2 separate regions of the Rattus norvegicus genome follow, and region 2 is linked to region 1. The links are chromatin contacts, called in public Hi-C maps. All regions are on one chromosome and are shown on one strand. Each heading gives the region's core, a stretch centred on a gene start, on an enhancer-like site or on the middle of the called end of the contact. The rest is flanking DNA. Distances are from core to core; before and after follow the strand shown. Region 1 holds the start of Camk2d (calcium/calmodulin-dependent protein kinase II delta). Region 2 overlaps Camk2d (calcium/calmodulin-dependent protein kinase II delta).

Evidence for each region. Hi-C and Micro-C count contacts between places; a contact is called where the count stands out from the background.
Region 2: a contact with region 1 is called in a Hi-C map of psoas muscle, with 1.8 times the contacts expected there. The contact joins the enhancer-like site here to the promoter of Camk2d in region 1. A contact is called at or near these places in 2 of 12 Hi-C or Micro-C datasets (mammary epithelial cells and psoas muscle).

What each region holds. Positions count from the first base shown.
Region 1 is chr2:217,697,032-217,699,985 of GRCr8, forward strand. Camk2d (calcium/calmodulin-dependent protein kinase II delta) reads left to right here and starts at 1,520. Exons shown (of 21, transcript NM_012519.2): 1 at 1,520-1,806. The coding sequence starts at 1,742.
Region 2 is chr2:217,836,560-217,839,819 of GRCr8, forward strand. The region is part of intron 4 of Camk2d (calcium/calmodulin-dependent protein kinase II delta); the gene reads left to right. Among named protein-coding and RNA genes, the nearest start is that of Camk2d, 140 kb to the left of the region's middle. Within about 2 kb of position 1,947, at least 20 of the 93 cell types and tissues checked have an H3K27ac peak or open chromatin away from gene starts, as enhancers often do.

The DNA.
Region 1 (2,954 bases), core at 270-2,769:
AACCAAAAGCCTGTAAGAGCTCCCCTAACTGAAAGTGATCTATCATCTTCCCGCTGTGGAATTTTAAGTCCATGACGTGATCCTTCTAAGGATGAGCAAATAAGCAATAGAAGTGAAGGATTTTATGGTTTCCTGCTATAGAACAAAAAGCAACAATCTGAAGAAAAAAATTAAAAAAAAACTTCATGATGTTTCTATTTTCCATAGTCCTCTAAATCTGCAATTGCCTCGTTTATTAAAGACTGGGAACTGGAAAGAAGGCCCCGAAGTGATCTTAGCAGCCAGTTACAACTTACCTACCTTACATGCTAATTTTTTTCTCCATGCTCACTTTTAAGCAACTGTGTCACATATGTTTAATTGTAGGCCACGCTCTTGAACTCTTAAATGGTTTTTCAGATAGCCCTTGAGGGAGTACATTCCTGTGCCCCTACCTGACCAGCTCTTTGAGACTGCAAGCAAAGAACTTGTGACCTCCCTCTCCCTTTCCTTCTCCCTCTGCAAAGAGAAACAGGCTAGACACGCTCACGTGACGCTAATGACGTCAGCCCCATTCTGGGTCGCGTGACCCGCAGCCAACCTTCCTAACGCCCCACCCCCTTGCCACCAACAGTGGGACATCTCGCGAGAGCCCTTCTTACTATCAGAACTTGCTGAGGTTACAGGGGAGTTACTCTGGAGAGGAAGGAAGGTGTGGCAGCGTGGTGCACTTCTTGCTTTCATTATGTTAGGCTTTATGGCCAAGCAAATGCTTTTGGGGATCGCCCTAGTTGGGAAAACAACGGGAGAGGAGGGCGAAGAGGTGAAAGTAAAAACTGAATCGAAACGTGGTGCCCTGACCATCCTTGCTCCTAGCTAAGGGACGGCCAGGCGAAGCAGAGGTGGCCAGGGCTGGCAGCCCCCGGTAGTCACTGTGAGCCGGGAGACGTAGGGCTGGGGTCTGGGAGCAGTAAACACGAACCGCGCCCAGATGCAAGGGTTGCATCCCGCTCTCGGTTTCCCCGGCATCACGGCCATCACTGCCGGGGTAGAGACATCCCGGGTGTGGGAGCTGCGAGTTGTCCCTCATCTTTCCGTCCCTTCGTGGGTCACTGCGACATCTCTGTCCCGTCCCCTTAAGCGCGCTCCCCGGGGCTCTGCACATCTCCTCCCTCCGGTCTCCTTAGACGGCTGCGGGAGAGCAGCCCGGAGGGACGCGGCTGGAGTCGCTAGAGGGAGGTGTGGGGCTGGCGAGGAGGGGGCTTCGCTGGGCGGGGAGAGGCGGGAGGAGGCGCCGGGGAGGAGCCGCGGCTGCCAGATTCGCCTGAGCCGAGTGAGCGCACTCTGTCGCCCGCAGGTTCCCAGCCTTGCGGCCCCGTGGGGAGAGAGCGCAGGCCACCAGCGCCGCCTCCGCCCGCAGGAGCGACCCCTTGGGTGTTCACTCTTGGCCACTGCCGCCCGCCACCCCGGGCGCTACGTTGAGCTCTCCGTGCGGCCTCGGTGACCGCGGCAGCCCCTCCTGACACCTCCCCCCCGCCCCTTCGGGAGCGCTCGCCCGGCGGGAGGAGGAGGAAGAAGGATCGCGGCTCGGGCTGGTCTGGCCACCTCGCCCCGCGCGCCCCGCCCCTGCGCGCACTCCCTCGCCGGCGAGCTACTTTCGGACAAGGAAAGTGAGGGCGGCCCCGGGTGACAGCGCGGCGGTGCCAGTCCCGGGAAGCCGCGTCTGTTCGCGTGTCGCCCGTCGCACTGTCCAGACCCCGCCATGGCTTCGACCACCACCTGCACCCGGTTCACCGACGAGTATCAGCTCTTCGAGGAGCTCGGAAAGTAAGCGTCCCTGCCTGGCACCTCCTCCCCGCGACCCCTCGTCTCCCCCGTGGGGACAGGGAGCCCGCGGGCCGAGGCGGGGTGACGGACCATGGCTTGGTGCGGGTGGGGCACAGTGGGGAGAAACCTTTGCCCTAGTGTGGCGGGTGCCCCGAATCCCCAGCTCATCTCCTCGGGTCCTCCACCTCTCCACTGGAGACTTAGTGAATTTACGATCTCTGCAGTTGTAGCTGTCATCCTGAGAAGTGTGCGCGCACGCGAGTGTGAATGTGTGTGTGTGTTCGGGGAGGAAAGGAGATTGCATGTAAAATGCAACATTTATCACCTTTTCTGTAGATGTCTTTTGCTCAGCCCGCGGTGTATCTGCGGTCTGATACAGGTTAGGATGAGCTAATGAGCATTAGTTCTCAGAGATGGTGCCTTGTTTATCGATGCCGAAAGTTCAACTTGGTTTGGTGGAGAGTCTGGTTCGGCATCCAAAGTAGTTGTTCCGTCCAGGAAAAGGCCACCCAACAGAACCCACGTCCCTGCCCTGTATCCGCTATCCTTCTTTGCACTAAGGTGACTCGCTCACCATCATTCTAGGATTTACGTGTACCTCGGTTCTGAGAGGATTTATTTATCTAGGCAGAGAGAAAAGCCCTGGAGCCCGAGAGAGCGCTTCCCCAGGGTAGCCTAGCCTTTGAAAAAGGACCTCCTCCACCGAAGTGCCAGAAGTACTTTGAGATGTTAAAGAGGGACTGGGTACCTACTGAAGATCGTACAGGGACAACCAGAGACCCAGTCGGGAGTGTTGGTAACAAGCATCAAATCCCAAACCAGTCCTTCTATCGCTAATTTCCACTATCAGGGAAAGGATGCATTTGTGTGTGTGTGTGTGTGTGTGTGTGTGTGTGTGTGTGTGTGTGTGTGTTGTAGGTTTTTAGTACAGTTGCATACAAGGAAGTGTGAGCATTTTTTAAATCAAACGAAAATGATATCTTTATAGATGATCAGCTGTTGAAACATGCAGACATGTCGGGAGAGCAGCTTAATTCAAATCTCTCCCCTCCCCCAGCCCAAACCAGGCAGAGAGAAATCACCTTAGCCCAGGACCTGTTAAAGCACACCAGTGAGCTCGAGATTTATGTTTTAATGAAAACAATCGC
Region 2 (3,260 bases), core at 697-3,196, 140 kb after region 1:
TACTTCACTGTTTCTGGACTATGTCACATGACTGTCATGCTGACCCTATTTCCAGAGCACACAGAGACAGCGGACTAGCAAGGTCTTAGCCCATGTTCTTAGATATTCAGGGCGGGGGTGGGAGGTCCATGTTAACATTTTGCTAAATATGATTGCATAGATTTTTTTATCTACTCTATAATTTTTACTTTGATAAAATGTTCGTTGGCATTAATGTGGTTATTAATTTGGATAGACCAGTAGGTGTTTTCTGTTTCTTCTGTTCTTTGTCCCTGTTATGTTTAGTTATCGTTTTGTTGAGTTTTCTCTTTCTTCCTTCCTTCCTTCCTTCCTTCCTTCCTTCCTTCCTTCCTTCCTTTCCCTCTTTTTTCTTTGCTTGGGCCCTTTTTGGTATCAACTTATGTAATTTTATTTTTTCTCTTAGAGTACCAATTGTACTTCCTGAAAAGGTGTTTTGAATGGTTTCAAACAGTGTGTAATATACATTTACATTTAATTGATGGTCCTTTTGAAATAAAACAATGCTACATTTGCACTATACTTAGTATACTTTCTATGCTATGGATTGTTTAAAACACTGGTTCTCAGCTTTCCTAACGCTGTGACCCTTTAATACAGTCCCTCATATTGTGGTAACCGACAACCATAAAATTATTTTCACTGCTACTTCATTACTGCAATTTTGCTACTGTTCTGAATCATGATATAAATATCTGTGTTTTCCAATGGTCTCTGGGGGGTCATGACACATGGGTTGAGAACCACCGGTTTAAAGTCTAATCTCTCTCTCCTTTCCATACAGGCTGAAAAGCAGAAGCTGCTTAGCTAAGCTTTATGAGTCACATTCCTGCCTCTTCTTCTTGCTTTTTGTGCATTACAGTTCCTCAGGCATACATGTGTGCATGTGTGTACACAAGCACTTATACACACACAAGGACACATACACAAGCACGTGCATGGTTGAATAAATTCTCCCTATTATTTTGAACAAACATATTTCAGATCTGTTGAAATGAATCTCTCCTCCTCACCTTTCCCTGTTTCTTCACTGAAGGAGCTGTTCCTTTCTTTGCCTGGCTGTGTTTCTGGCAGTTACTATTTTCTCTCTCCCTGAAGAGTTTTCTGACCATCCTCAAACCTTGCTGCAAACTCCCATCATATTTTTGTCTATCTAACTTAATTTCTACTTCACCTTGAAGGATATCCTGACAGGGTATGGAACTCTGTCCTTTTATTTATTGATACTTCAGTTTCTTCATCATGTTCTCCACTCACTGGCTTTGCTTAGAAGTTAGAATAGTTCTTACTTAATCTTTATGCCTCTCAGCCAAGGTGCCCACAGGGCTGGGGTGGAGGTAAGGCTTCCTTCGGGCATTTTTTTTTATTTTCGTGAGCCGCCACATTTGACGGATTGTTTTGGGACCCCCTCAGTCTTTGCTGCTTCAGATTGCCCGTCCTTACCTCCTGTGCTCCCGAGGCCACCTGCCACCTCCCATCTGGACATTCTGCATTTCATGGCTAGTGAAAAATTTGTTGGATATTGTGTTCTGACTTTCTTTGTCATTTTTCTCTCTTCTGTCTTTGTGAACTGCAGCTGTCATATCCACAAACTCCACGATTCTCAGCAGTGCCCAGTCTCCCATGGAGCCAATATAGGGCTCCCTTCATGGGGAGTTCTCAAGGCCTGTGATAGCTGGCATTCCCTCGCGGCCTTCTTGGAATTTCAAGCTCCCTGTTTACAACACTCATTTTTCTTGCGTGGTGTCAGTTTTTCCACTACAGTTCTTTTCTCCCTGTCTGTCTTCCTTCCCTCCTTCCTGTCTTCTTTCTTCCTTCCTTCTTTTAATTCCTGGCCTGACAGTCCCAACATTCCTGACATGCCTGTGGTTCAGGGCTTTGCTTGTGTTTCCTCATAGTCATTTTGAAAGGAAGATGTGTGCCGTGCCGGGTTAAAGGAACAGTCGCAAATAGGTCTGTAGTGATGTCAGAGAAGGCTGTGAGAGGCAGCTTCTGTGGCCTGCGATGAGATCCCATTGCCCTGTGTGGCTTTCGTCTCTGTGGTCTTCTCCCTGCTGAGAATGGAGCAGGGTAGTTTGGAATCTTCACCCCTCCCAACTACTTAGGCTTCGGGAAAAACCTCAGCAGTTCGGGTTACTTTGTCCTGTGGGTAGAGCATTCTAAGCTCAGAAGGCCTTGCCATGTTTAACCATGCTCTTTCCTCTCCTGCTCAGAGAGGCAGGGCGTGGTTTCTCCTCCAGTGTCCACTGTTACCACCTGACAGAGCTCTTGGACCTTGCTATGGTTTGTGAGCCCAGTGGATTCATGTGTTGAAATTTCACCGACATTTTGAAGTGCGAAGAAGGCAGAAACTTAATCTAGCCACAGAGTTGAGGGCTTTGGGTGTCACTTCGCATCAGATGGGTTTGTCAGGGTGGAGCCCAGTGATTTAATGTTTATAAGAACAGACATCTGTGCTCTCTGAACCAGAGGGCCATCAGCAGGTCGGAGCCTTTGAACCTACAGAATTATAAGCTAAATAGACATCTTTCTAAAGTTACTCAGATTCCATTATTTTGTTTATAATAATAAATAAATGGATCGGGGATAAGGTTAAACTCATCAAGGTATAAGAAACTCTAAAGATGATGTTCCCATGAAGATTTTATTTTTTATTGGATTTTTTAATTTACATTTCAAATGTTGTCCCCTTTCAGTTTCCCATCTATAAACCCCCTATGCCATCCCTCTTCCCCCTTCTTCTATGAGGGTGTTCGCCCTCTCCAATCACCCACCCCTTCCCGCCTCCCCACCCTGACATTCCCCTATACCTGGAGGTCCAGCCTTGGCAGGACCAAGGGCTTCTCCTCCCATTGGTCCCATGAAGATTTTAATCTATTAAGATTGTCTCCCACTGTCTTTACTAATGATTTTATGCACTTTATGATTTCCTAACACACACTGGGTCCAAGGAGGTATTGGCCATCAACTTCCGCTCTGGCAAGCTATGATGTACTATAGCCATTTGCCCTGCTTTCCATACAGAAGACATGGGTTTACATTGTAACCTCACATTCATTTCTCAGTCTGTGCAGCTCTTTGCCTGTTATTGCAAAGTGTTGGTTTCTAAGATCTTTAAATGCTGGCCCAGATAGTAGAGGATTTCACAGTTTTGTTCTACTTGGCTAAATCTATTTCATAACTTCTTCAAAATTTATAAATTGTTCTGATTCAAAAATCAAAGTGAGACATCATTACTTATT